2 separate regions of the Danio rerio genome follow, and region 2 is linked to region 1. A link is a contact called in public Hi-C data. All regions are on one chromosome and are shown on one strand. Each heading gives the region's core, a stretch centred on a gene start, on an enhancer-like site or on the middle of the called end of the contact. The rest is flanking DNA. Distances are from core to core; before and after follow the strand shown. Region 1 overlaps igsf3 (immunoglobulin superfamily, member 3). Region 2 holds the start of igsf3 (immunoglobulin superfamily, member 3).

Region 1 (6,649 bases), core at 2,088-4,587:
GGTTGCTAGGGTTTTCTAAGTGGTTGCTGAAGTGTTGCTAGGTGGTTGCTGAGGTGTTCTAGGTCATTGCTAAGGTGTTTGGAGGAAACCCACACGAACACGAGGAGAGCATGCAAACTCCACAGCATTGCCAACTGGCGCAGCCGGGACTCAAACCAGCAACCTTCTTGCTGTCAGACAACAGTGCTAACCACTGAGCCATCTTGTCGCCTGCAAAACACCTATATTAAATGTGAACAGTTATCTTAGAATCCAGGAAAAACACATTTTATTACCTCAGAATGAGAAGTTTGTTCAGGGCAAGTTAATTAAGAATGTGCTGTTATGTTTGTTTAGAAACTCCATGCTTCACCATTATTTTTTACTGTTATAGCTTCCGAAGCATTATAACCACTTTTACGGCAGTCTAAATTGCTATAAAAATAAAAATAGAAAGAGATTTTTTGGGTTGGATCAGACAAGTTAGTCAAATAACGTCCAGAATCTATTAGCTTTTTGCAATTTTTTTTTTTTTTTTTGCCTTTCTCCCTTGGCAAACATGAAAAATGTGGAAGGAACTAATAATGAACATTCTGTTAATGGTTTTATTTACTTTATATTCACTTTATACTTTTATCACCCTTTTTATCAAAATATAAATGGCCAGTATACAAAATTAATAAAACATTGGAAGAGCAATTTTAAGTTGACCTAACATTTTTGCTTGAGCTTTGTTAAAGGGATATTTCACTAAAAATAAAAATGACCTCTTTATATATTCTCCTTCATGTGGTTTTAAACCTATTTGAACTTCTTTCCTCTGTGGAACACAAAAGAAGATATTTTGAAGAATGATGTTTGAGAAAAAAAATAAACATATGGAAGCTGATGGGTGCCAGAACCAGCATTTTTCAAAATAACTTTTTTTGTGAAAAACAGAAGAACGAAACTGTAATAGATTTTTAGCAAGTGAAAGATAAGTATAATGATAGCTAGGCATGGGATGATAACGGGTTACAAGGTTTACCAGCATTTGGAAAAGTCAAGGTTTTAAAAGCACCAGAATATTCAGTCATACCGTTCCTACAGTATATCTACAGTTTTTTATGTGTTTTTTTTGCAACTATTTTATTTAGTTTTTTAGGGGAACAGTATCTCCAGCAGAAAAGGAACCTCCACATCAAAAGCTACTGTTCCCAAATATTATTTGTGCAAAATTATACTTAAATTAAACAGTTATTTTGGGGCAGCAGTTAGTGGTTCTTTCCACTGAGACGACCCCAGATTAATCAAGGTACTAAGCCCAAAAGAAAAAGAATAATTGTATAAACAGTTATTTTCAAACAGTCAACATTCAAAATGGCAAATTTTGATTGGACGAATCAACACAAATGCAACAGATATTACAACCTTTATAATATTTTTAAAGATGAAGAAGTCTTCAAGGGAGCAGGGCATATCAGATACTAGAGAGCATTGGAATGGTAAAGATTCGATGATAAACTGAAGTATGAGGTAACGTGAAAAAAAAAAGTATTGATAGATTTAAAATCATTGATTTTATGTATCACATCATGTCCAGTGTAAATAATAATAATAATAATAATAATAATAATAATTAGGGATGCTCCAATCGATCAGCCGAAAATCAGTAACGGCCAATATTCACATTTCACCACTTTATTGGTACTCGCTCTGGGGTGTGTTTCCCAAACAAAGACGTAACTCGAGGCAGAACTACTGAATCATAGTACGATGCATCGTTTGGAGAAAAAAGGATTTACTGACAAGTGCTTCTCAAAACAATGGTTGCTCTGTTGCATATCCATCGTTTGAACCACGATAGTTACCATAAAATTGGCTTTGGAGATGCTAAAACTAAACTGTAAAAACACTTTGAAAGCAAATAACACCTGAGTGATGACTTTAATGTTTAAATGTTGGAACGTTCTAAATGAATTGGGCATAGCGGGGATAACTGAGAATAGGGGCCTACTCACACATTGGAAAATATTTGCAGATATCTCTGAGTTTTGACTTGTCAAAAATCAAATTCAAGATATCTACAACTGTAATTCGACTATTAGTAAATTAATTAGAGATCTTCAAATATATTTGTAAATATCTCTAAATATGATGAATTAAAGACATCTCCAAATGTATTATGACTAGTAAAAACTCAGAGATATCTCTAATTACAATTATGACTAGTCAAAACTCATTTAGAGATATCTGCAAATATTTTTCAATGGAAGTCAATTGAGGAATATGACTAGTCATAATATATTTGCAGATATCTCCAATCTGATTTCGTACTAGTACAATTGTAATTGCAGATATATCTAATTGTTATTCTGACTAGTCGAATTATAATTATGACTAGTCAAAATATAATTAGAGATATCTCTAAATATATTTATGGAGTCAGAACAAAGATTTAAATGCTAAGAAGGCTTGCCATAGAGAGCGCTTCTGAACAGCGCAGCAGCGATGACGTAAGCGTGCTGAGGCCCGATATGGTGTGAGCGCGGGCCGTCGGGGGAGACGGGAGGGGGGACAAGCGTGCTTTGGCCCGGTTCGAGGCAACTGTACCTAGTGTGAGTACGGCCTAGAACACAACCAGGAACTATGTTTTTAAACTTACAAGTTTGTGATGCAGTTTGCAAATGTATGTTGGAACGATGGATTTGGGAAATGCCAAATCAACAAACTATGTTTGTAACGACTTAACTTGCAACCTTAGTTGGCTAACAATGATTTCTTGGATCTTATGAACCAATCGCAATTAAATCTAGAGCACTACAACACATGAGCAATGTTTCCAAATTGCATTGTCAGTCATTTTTTAACCATTTTTTTCTATTTGTTTTATCTATTTTTTTGTAAAGACGCTTCTGACCATTAAATGTATGCAACATCCTTGATTTAGTTTTAACTAACATCTAAAAAAATGTATTTCACTGAATCATTAAAATACTATTTTGAAGAGTTAAACTGACTGAACATAAAACACATGAAACAAGTAACTAAATAATAATTAATTGAAGCTTCTTGATTTTTTTAACAGTATAACATCTGCGCAGAGACGTTGGGCTTTACTAATCGCACTGGTCCCATTTCTGCAGGAATCAGTCACAGTTTTAAAGAGGCCTGAGGTAATTCCCTCCATCTGATAAAGCATATCTAGATTGAAAATGGAATATTTGACACAGGTTCCGCGGCCCATTCATTTGGCAGGGTCTTAATTGTACTGGCGCTGCAGTTGGGATCAATAGTCGTGTAGTTAAGGGCAGACAGGCTTCGTCGGCTGCATCAATAATTCATAGCAGCCGTTATAATGAGAGACTATTAGCCGTCCCTCTAAAGAGAGCATCCTCCGTGCTGTCAGAGCATCTGTCAATCCTCATTCCCATCTACAGGCCAACTGCTCCCTGTACTTTAATATTTCCTTTTTAACATCAAGTACTACAAGGAACTCTTTTAAACAATGCATGCATCTACAGGGAGCGAATGGAAATCTAAAGTCTAAAAGGCAATACAGAGCGTCTTCACAATGTATGTGTGTGCGTGGGTGTGCGTTTCCACAGCGAAAACCAACAGCTCCTTAAATCTCACTTTGCTGTTCACACTTCATTAGATCCAGTCCTGTAAAAAGGTCAGTGTGGTTTTGTAGCATCTGTGCTATTCTCACCGTAGTGGTTTCCTCCCCGCGCATCTACATGCAAAGACCCAGAAACACTCGCTCTAAAATTACACCGTGTCCAATCGCCACTAATCTCAACAGCATGGGGTCTGCTTGGCTTTCTGAAGGAGAGAAAGAGATAGCAGAAAGCATCCCTTCTAATACCTCTTTGAGACCGAGGAAGTTGTGCTTATTTGAGACAAAGTGTGGAGGAAAAACAGCATGTTCGCCCACACAGACTCATAACGTCTATCCAGGATATGACATGTTTCAATTTTTGGAAGGAAAAAGAAGAACTGCAACGTTGCCACTGTTATGATATTATGTTATCAATGGTTTACAGTGTGTTGCTATTTGGTTGCTAAGATGCTCAAGGTTATTGCCAATTTTTTCTACCTGTCAATCAAAGCCAAGTTTTAAATTCTTAGAATCTAGGAAGCAGACTATGCTAGTCCGACAATAAAATTCAAGCTGATACCAATAAGATCATAAATAATATTAGATCATAGCCAACGAGTAAATGGCTGATTTTAACACTACCTATGTAAATGAACTAAATCAAAATAAAATTAACTACTATTACTATGTCCATTGTAAATAATAATAATAATAATGATAACTATGTTTTTTTATATTTACATATTTAGTTCAATGTGTGAACTAACACACACACACACACACACACACACACACACACACACACACACACACACTCTTTGTATATATAATTATTAGAATAATTAAAATATCTTGGAAAATGCTAAAAATTTCACAAACAATTACAAAGAACATGCAAGCAACACATTGAACTAAATATGAAATGTTAAAGTATAAACAATAAAATAGCATAGATAAAATAATTATTAAAGAGACCCTATTATGGGTTTTTGAAAATGAGCTTCCATGCAGTGTGTAACGCATCTCTAAGTAAATGAAAACATCCAGCTGAGGTTTAAATCTGAAAGCGCACCATGTTTAAAACTATTGATTCTTTAACAAAATAGAAACTCTGAGTTTAATAAATTAATCGTGTTGGGTTCAATTCTTTTGCTTAATCGCGTCAATGTCGATATGGTATGGTACATCACCAAATGTGTAGTTCCAGATCTGGTAAAACGTGAACACGCCTTTCCATTCAGACACTAGTGGAGCGCGGGGGATCACACGACTGATCATGATGCGAATACGAGGATGACTGACAGATGGAGATTCAGCAGAGGGGAATAAAGGGTAAAAGTTCGCTTTCACAACAATACCACAGTATAGCCAACCCAGTGCTGTGATTTTTCCTGTCATTTTTCAGATTTTTGATGCAATAACCTTCGCTTCAACGCGGGATTCGCCAGGCATTTGCTATTAAAGGAAGGAGCAGCAGAGACTATTAAGTATGGGACTTTGTCAGACTTTGACAGGGACTATGTCAGTCTTTTGCAGTTCATATTAGCCAGTTTCTTCTTCTTCTTCCAGATGATAACATGTACTATAAGTATAAATAAAATTATTGCCTCATTTTGTGTAGCTTGCAAATGATGTATTTAATTGTGTTGTATGTTGTAATTGCCCTGTGCGGATTGTCATCACGAATCTATTATAGATCAGTGCTTGTACTGTCTCTCTCAGGTTAAATCTGTATGGGCTATTCACAAATTGTGTACAAAACCAGATTGAAAACGTGACGCGTGCTTTTTCCTTTATGGATTTAAATGCATTTGTAAACTCGCGATCATCTGCCACTTGCCTTTGCTATGGCCACCATCAGCTGTTCCTCATACGCGGTGCATCAATTTTCAAAATAGATCAACTTTTGCCACGGTGTGGATGAACACTGAATGTGTCGTTGTTTTTACTAAAGGTAGTGGTTTTTACTTAAGTAGTGTCCTGCATTGGGCTCTCCTAAGTCTCAGCTACTTCATAGCCATGGTGGGCATTTCTCTCTCTCACGCTGAACCCAGTTGACCAATCACAACAGACTGGGTCATCGGACCAATCACAGCAGATTAGCCTCACGCAATGGAGGGGTTTGGGAACAAATGAATCGCTGAACAAATCATATGGGGGTAGTTGGGATAATAAAATTAATAAAAATAGATGTCAATGAACAATGAAAGGGTTTTTTGACCTTGCATGTATATCAGCCTGTTATTGGAGACCCTCAAAAATAAAATGACCTTTTATAATGCATAATAGGGGCATTTTATTGTATTATATTATATTATATTATATTACATTACATTACATTACATTATATTATATTATATTATATTATATTATATTATATTATATTATATTATATTATATTATAATAAAATGGATCTTTAATCAAAAATGCATTAAAATTAGCGAGATTACATTTAACATATTTTATTTTTAATTATTCATAGTCATCAGATATTTTTCAAGTAAATTCCAAAACGTAACATTAAAAATGTATTAAAAAGTATTATATGGTTGTAAATGTACATTTCAATCTAAATTAACACACAATTTAACAAATAATATGTGAATACAGATAACAACATTAAATAAAACACCTATATCACAATATCTCTTATTTTTAGGTAGAAAAAAAGTATTCCAATGGTAAAACAAGCCATTTAGTAACAGGTTTGTTAAGAAAGTCAAATTTAACAGTTATGCACTTTGATATGCACAGTTATGAGTTATGCACTTCATCATGAATCAACTTTCACTCAAACTACATTAACCGATGCTGACTACATTCCTTCAGCCTCTGACAAACATGTGAACATCTCAACTGGGGGAATGAAAAAAAAGAAGACATTTGTCACATAGCCTCAGCCTGACAAACAACGACATGACACAGGTTAAAAGGCTTTGCTCTGCCAAGAGACTCATAATGACAGGGAGTGCAACAAGACTGTCCTGCTGTCGGGTGGAAGCCCCAATTGAAAGGCACTTAGAGAGCAGTGCTCTTTAAGGCTGAGATGTGGAGACGCTCCTTCACACTAGCTCTGCCTCCACCTGAAC
Region 2 (6,271 bases), core at 835-3,334, 130 kb after region 1:
ATTGAATGATAACGATATACATTTCAATATAAGTAACAGATTACAATTGACAATTACAGAATTATGTTAAAAAATGTTTTAATTCAAATAGTAAAAATAATCATCATTAAAATAAACAAACAGTTTAACAGTAATTTCTGCCGGCGGGAAAGTGAATCAAGCTCACTAAACAATACTGGGTGACGTAGCATATCTCTTATATCAACACAATTACAGATTCCTGTTGTTGCATATGTCTGCTGTGTGATTGGCTCTTTGCATTTATCAATTTAAAATAAAAATGTCCATAGCTTATCATGATTATTGACATAAATTATCACGATTCGATATGATATTTTTTATCAGCCCAGCCCTTACCCACTAGATGTCAGTCTATAATAAAAGCTGATTTTATGTATGCGCTGTAGTCTCTGGATCTAGATACTACTTGATACTACTTCTCAAAAAGCCTGTTAATTTGTTCTTATGTAAAACATTTATAATTAGCTAAAAGGTACAGTGTGCACCTCTTAGAATGAAATTGTGTGCCATGCCCTCAAATCAATCAGTGTGCTGCTTCAGTGTTTACTTGATTTTACGTCCCCCCATAGAGGAACATTAATCTCCTGCTGGGCGCTCTAAACCAACATTAACCCCAAACCAAACCCCACTCATCTGGCCAGAGCTGTTAAAACCCAGCTGCCTTGTGTTTGTCAAAGTGGGGTGGGAAAACAAGTCAGAGCATGCTTCTGGATCATAATTAACACACGAATTTAGACAAGCACATGAAATTATAACACGCAACTTTCAATCCATGCTAATTTTAATGGAAAATACTCATAAAAACTATTTATTTGCTTTAAATTTACTTACTCTGGCTTTCCAAGATGTAGGTAATTTTCCTATTCTGTGGGACAGAGGATTTTTAGCCGAAATTGTGGTAACAGGTCATTCAGAATATGCAAATCAATGGCTTTCAGCCATTTAAAAGTAAATACTGTAAAAGCCTTGACAGTCAGGAGCATGTACAGTACGTACACAACAGTCTGGAGTGCAAGCTTGCTGTCACATGACATCACAAACTCACATGTGAACTGATGCTGTTTGTTTACAATAGAGTGGGAGAAAAAATATGTTGTATTGTTCATCACAATGGTACTAGCTCTAATCCTGGATGTGGCAATGCTGGTGCTTGTTGTGAACATGCTCAAGACTGCTTGCCATTATTGTAAATTAAAGGTAACAAAAATATAACTGTTTAATTTCTTGTTTAGACTGGTCATTTCGCTTTGCATGAGCTTTGAATGTAGCTATGGGTACTAATTTTTAGATGTTTGTGTATATTTTTAACTCTCACAGTATTAGTAGCAGTTCACTTGCATTCTGTGAGCCAAGGAACCAATCAAAATCTGCTTTATTATTCGACAGAGGAAAAAAGTCACTTACATCTTGGACAGCACTAAGATTAAGAAATCAATGGCAAATTTTAAATTCTGGTTGAACTATCATAATCTAAATAGCTTCATTACAACTAAAGCATCTAAGACATACTTCCCACATAAAATCATCCAACCAAATATTCAAGACTTTTTATACAATCATCAATATTTTAGTGCATGCCTTCATTTCATAAGCAGTCAAAATAACAACTTTAAGATGTTTTTGATAAAAACACAGAATTTATAACTACACCATGAGCCTTTCCGACATCCACAGTACATTAACTGAAACGACCCGAGGTAACCCGAGATATTCTACTATTATCTACAATTGTTCAAGTTAGTCAAAAATGCTTTATATTTCAATTTCTATGACACCAACACATAATTTGGGTTAGTCTTATGTGAAGGCAGCAAAACGTATCAATGTAGCTTCACCTTCAGATTATTAACGTGTAGCCTAGTTATAGGCTCAAGTCTCAAATACCAGGTCCATTAATCAAAAGATGACACAAAAAACTGCAACAAGTGCATGCAGTGAAATAAAAGGGCACCTTATAAATCAACTCTTAAGGCAATTAAACACGGTCACTCAATGTTAAAGTAAGCAGTAAAAACATCACTTACCCACAACCGTAAAGGCTATAATGAGCCATTTGATATCCATGTTTTCTGCACTGGCGATTAAGTCCAGATATTGCAGAAAATGTAAATGTAGTTATAAATTCCTAGTCGACCCTCAGACCTTCAGAAAGCAGTCCTGATGGAGTTATGAACGCGTGCACCTGTTCGGACCGCGTGAAAGTGCGTGTACCGACTCCTCCACCACAACGATATCAATTTCTCCCGAGTAAGATGCGTCTCGAGCGGTTAAAAGACGGATATCCAGCCCCAAATTTGTTAAGAGACGCTTGGGTGCTTAAATAAAGCCTTTGGGTGGTTTCCCGTGAGAAATGACATCCGCCGTTCACGAATGAATCCGTTATTGTGAGTTGAACGCGGGGATACTGAGCTCTCTCGCGCCGCTCTTCAATCCCCCAGCGCGAGCAGCCCACGCGTGGAGGAGGAGGAGGAGTGAGACCGGTGTTAGTCCAGCTCGCGTCAAAGTGGTCGTGGGTAAACTTGTGATATCTCTTTCTGAGGGATGTGAGCCGACGTGCTGCCCTCGGTGGTTCTTCGCGAAAAGCAATAGGCTACGGTGATGCTGCCGTTCCCGCGATCACCTTCAGCTATTGTCACACGCGCCACAAAAGACGGCAGGCGGCCCAGCCCATCTCTTACTTTCAATCACGAGCGGGGTCTGAGGATATCAGAAGGGGAGGGGGGCACCATAGTAGAGACCACTCGTGCTTTTAGCCACTGTGATGTCCCATTCAAATAAATTCAGTGAGTTTAGAGCGGCTTTTACCACTTTTGTTATCAGTTAGTCGTTGCCTAGATTCAGTTGTCACTAGCGACGGCGCTGTTTAGAAGCGCACATGCAGATAATTAGCTTAATTTTGTTTGACTTTTAAATGTATGCTATATCTATTATTTAAGCGTCTGTTTTATTTATTTACTGGAAATTCCTCGTATTACAATTTAAACAGTGTTATGAATTGACTGACATGCTTTTTTTCTGTCACCCAACCGTAAGTTGTTTACATGTCAAGATAAACGAGTTGGTTTCTTGTAGCTAATATCACTGTTTACATAAACGAGACAGAGGGTGGAAGGTCTAATTAGACAAGGTTGAAATTGTATTTCCTGGCTGGCTGCTGTCCTGCATGCTCTTTCAAACTATCATCACTCCTCCAAAACTAAACTCCGCCCTTTGGCGCAGAGCCAAACTAAACCACTCCTTTTACCAGGTAACAGCTGCCCCCTAGTTTTGAAAAAAAGTCCTTAGAAAAAAAACCGAGAGGGATTTGGATAGAAATGTTTAAGCAAAATGTGTTTGTAACAAGTATCCCCACAGGCGTATCAAATAGCATTAACCATCATTTTTAGATCAAGTTTAATCAACGGGGATGCGTTAACTGATCAATAGTTATAGTAAAGAATAAACAAATTCAATTAAAAATAATTCTTGTTCCACTGAACTTCATGCCAAACAATCTTGTCACAGCTGAATAAATAAAAGCTGTTAATTAACAGTTGCCTGAAGCTCGGGAATCATGGGTGTTTATTTACGCTTTTTAATTGCATTATAGAACTTTGATCTCTTCTCCAACCGTTTTGATGTTGTAAACAAAATTACTTTTATTGCTCGTTTTAGTTTGAAACAATAAATCATATGCAAAATAGGGTAATTAAATATAAATACATACAATTAGACATGAAATGTACCTGCAGCTCATTACACATTTTTTGCAATTTTCATGACCAACCTACAGTAGATTGTCTAAAAAGAAAGCTGTAAACATGCCATTCACTCATTCATTCATTTTTCTTGGGCTTAGACTCTTTATTCATTTGGGGTCACCACAGCAGAATGAACCACCAACTTTAGCATATGTTTTAAGCAGCAGATACCCTTCCAGCTGCTACCCAGTTCTGGGAAACATCCATACACTCTCTGCAACCAATTTAGTTTATTCAATTCACCAGCACATGTCTTTGGACTGTGGGGAAAACCGTAGCACCTAGAGGACACCCACACGAACACGTGGGGAACATGCAAACTCCACACAGAATCAGTGACCTTCTTGCTTGTGAGACAACAGTGCTAACCACAGAGCCACTTTGTCGTCCTGTAAAAAGTCAACACAAGTTGTTGTTTTTTTAAATTGCAGATCAAAATTTGTAAGACAGATTTGTTCAAAGCATAAACAAAACACGACTAGTCTGTTATTTTACACTTTAATTAATGTATTCACTAACATTTACTAATGCATTATTAAAATCCAAATTCATGTTTGTTAACATTAAATGGACTGTGGGTTAATATGAACCAGCAATGGACAACTTTATTTTCATGAACTAACGTTAACAGATGAATAGACACTGTAATAAATGTATTGTTCATTGTTTGTAAATATGTAAATACATTAACTAACACTTATACAACCTTACCTAAATATAAAACTGCAGTAGTATGTTTCAGTATTACTGTTTTGATTGTAAATGTTGATCAAATAAATTCAGCCTTGATGAGCAAGAGATTTCTTTGAAAACAAACAGTTTCTTTGAAAACAAACCGTTGATTGGTGTATATGTGCTGTGTACACCTTGTTAATTAATGTCAACTCAAGCAAGCAGTGCTTGGTTGTAAATGATAACATGAAGTCTGAATTACAAAATCACATTTTGCAGATGTTGTACTTTTGCATTTTAAGGTGGTCATTATCAGATTGCACTTACTTTTTATTAATTACACAATTCTGTATTATTTACACAGTGCCAGCATTGATGTTCCTTCATTTTTTCCTTTAAAAACTATTTTAAATAAGTCTACATTGTTTCCTGATGATCATCTTTTAATATTTAAGGACCATGTTAATGTTATGGAAAATAATGTATAATTTATACTGCTTTCGCAATTGGAAGAAAAGACTCAATCAATTATACCAAATAATATTAGAACAATTGATATTAAAAGTTACTAAACACTGTGACTGTTGGCAGTTTGGTCACAGTGACACGAGCAGGTAAACAAATAATATATCAATTGAAGTTGGGTGTTTTATTTTTATTTGTTTTAAAATAATGAATTGTAGTATTTCTATGAAATGGTGATGCAGTGGCGCAGTAGGTAGTGCAGTCGCCGCACAGCAAGAAGGTCGCTGGTTGGAGCCTCGGCTGGGTCAGTTGGCATTTCTGTGTGGAGTGTGCATGTTCTCCTTGCATTTGTGTGAGTTTCCTCTGGGTGTTCCGCTTTCCTTCTCAGTCCAAAGACATGCGGTACAGGTGAATTATAGGCTAAATTGTTCGTAGTGGATGAGTGTGAATAAGAATGTATGGGTGTTTCCCAGAGATGGGTTGCAGCTGGAAGGGCATGCGCTGTGTAAAAAATATGCTGGATAAGTTGGCGGTTCACTCCGCTGTGGTGACCCCAGATTAATAAAGGGACTAAGCGGAAAAGAAAATGAATGAATGAATTTCTATGAAATAGCACATAACATCCATACAGCTCTTTAACATACATAATCTAATCTCATAAAAAATAATAGCTTTATACAAAAATAACTGTGAACACCTTTATCAAGATTTCACAGACTCTTATTTTGATTAAAAAAATTGTTCAAAATGGATACTAATGTGGACGTACACAGGGAAATAATACTTGCCTGCTTTTAAACTAATAAAAAGCTTATGTAGATAATTATAAAAGATAACCTGCTGATTTACATGCTTCTGTCAGTTAATATCCATTACCATGATTACAACTCATAAGATTTAAAAAATTAAATCATGCTCCCTACCTCCAGTCACTCTGATTTGTAATGTCTCTTTATATTTTTTAAATATAAAACTGCTTCTGTCACCTAAGAAGGAAGGTGCTCATAAATGTTATAAATGTTCATTTATAATTGATTAAAATGATAGTGTTATAACTCACACCCTTTTCCCCCATTAAACCGAAGCCCCTTATTTAAGAAGAATGATCTCATGTTATGCTGAAAGACAAGGTGTAATTGTTAGTTTTCCAGCCCACAAGGACAGTCAGTCCATTGTTATTTCTGCATATACAATACTGTAAATCTTATTATAATTAGGAATTGTTTACCATCACAGTTCTAGTATTTAAAAAAAAAAAAATTAAACCCAATGTAAAGAAACTCTGTTACTGTTATTTTTAGTTATTTTTGATTATGCTGGGTATCTTAGACATTATACTTTTCTCATTATCATAATCATTTAAACAGTAAATC

The links. A called contact is a pair of places that touch in the nucleus more often than the background predicts.
Region 2: a Hi-C map of an unstated tissue shows a contact between it and region 1, with 2.1 times the contacts expected there. The contact joins the promoter of igsf3 here to the enhancer-like site in region 1. A contact is called at or near these places in 1 of 18 Hi-C or Micro-C datasets (an unstated tissue) and 1 of 4 datasets of contacts at active chromatin or transcription factors (gastrula embryo).

The regions. Positions count from the first base shown.
Region 1 is chr9:21,848,109-21,854,757 of GRCz12tu, forward strand. The region is part of intron 2 of igsf3 (immunoglobulin superfamily, member 3); the gene reads right to left. Among named protein-coding and RNA genes, the nearest start is that of igsf3, 130 kb to the right of the region's middle. Within about 2 kb of position 3,338, at least 3 of the 62 cell types and tissues checked have an H3K27ac peak or open chromatin away from gene starts, as enhancers often do.
Region 2 is chr9:21,981,777-21,988,047 of GRCz12tu, forward strand. igsf3 (immunoglobulin superfamily, member 3) reads right to left here and starts at 2,085. Exons shown (of 9, transcript NM_001159666.1): 1 at 2,046-2,085. The coding sequence starts at 2,085.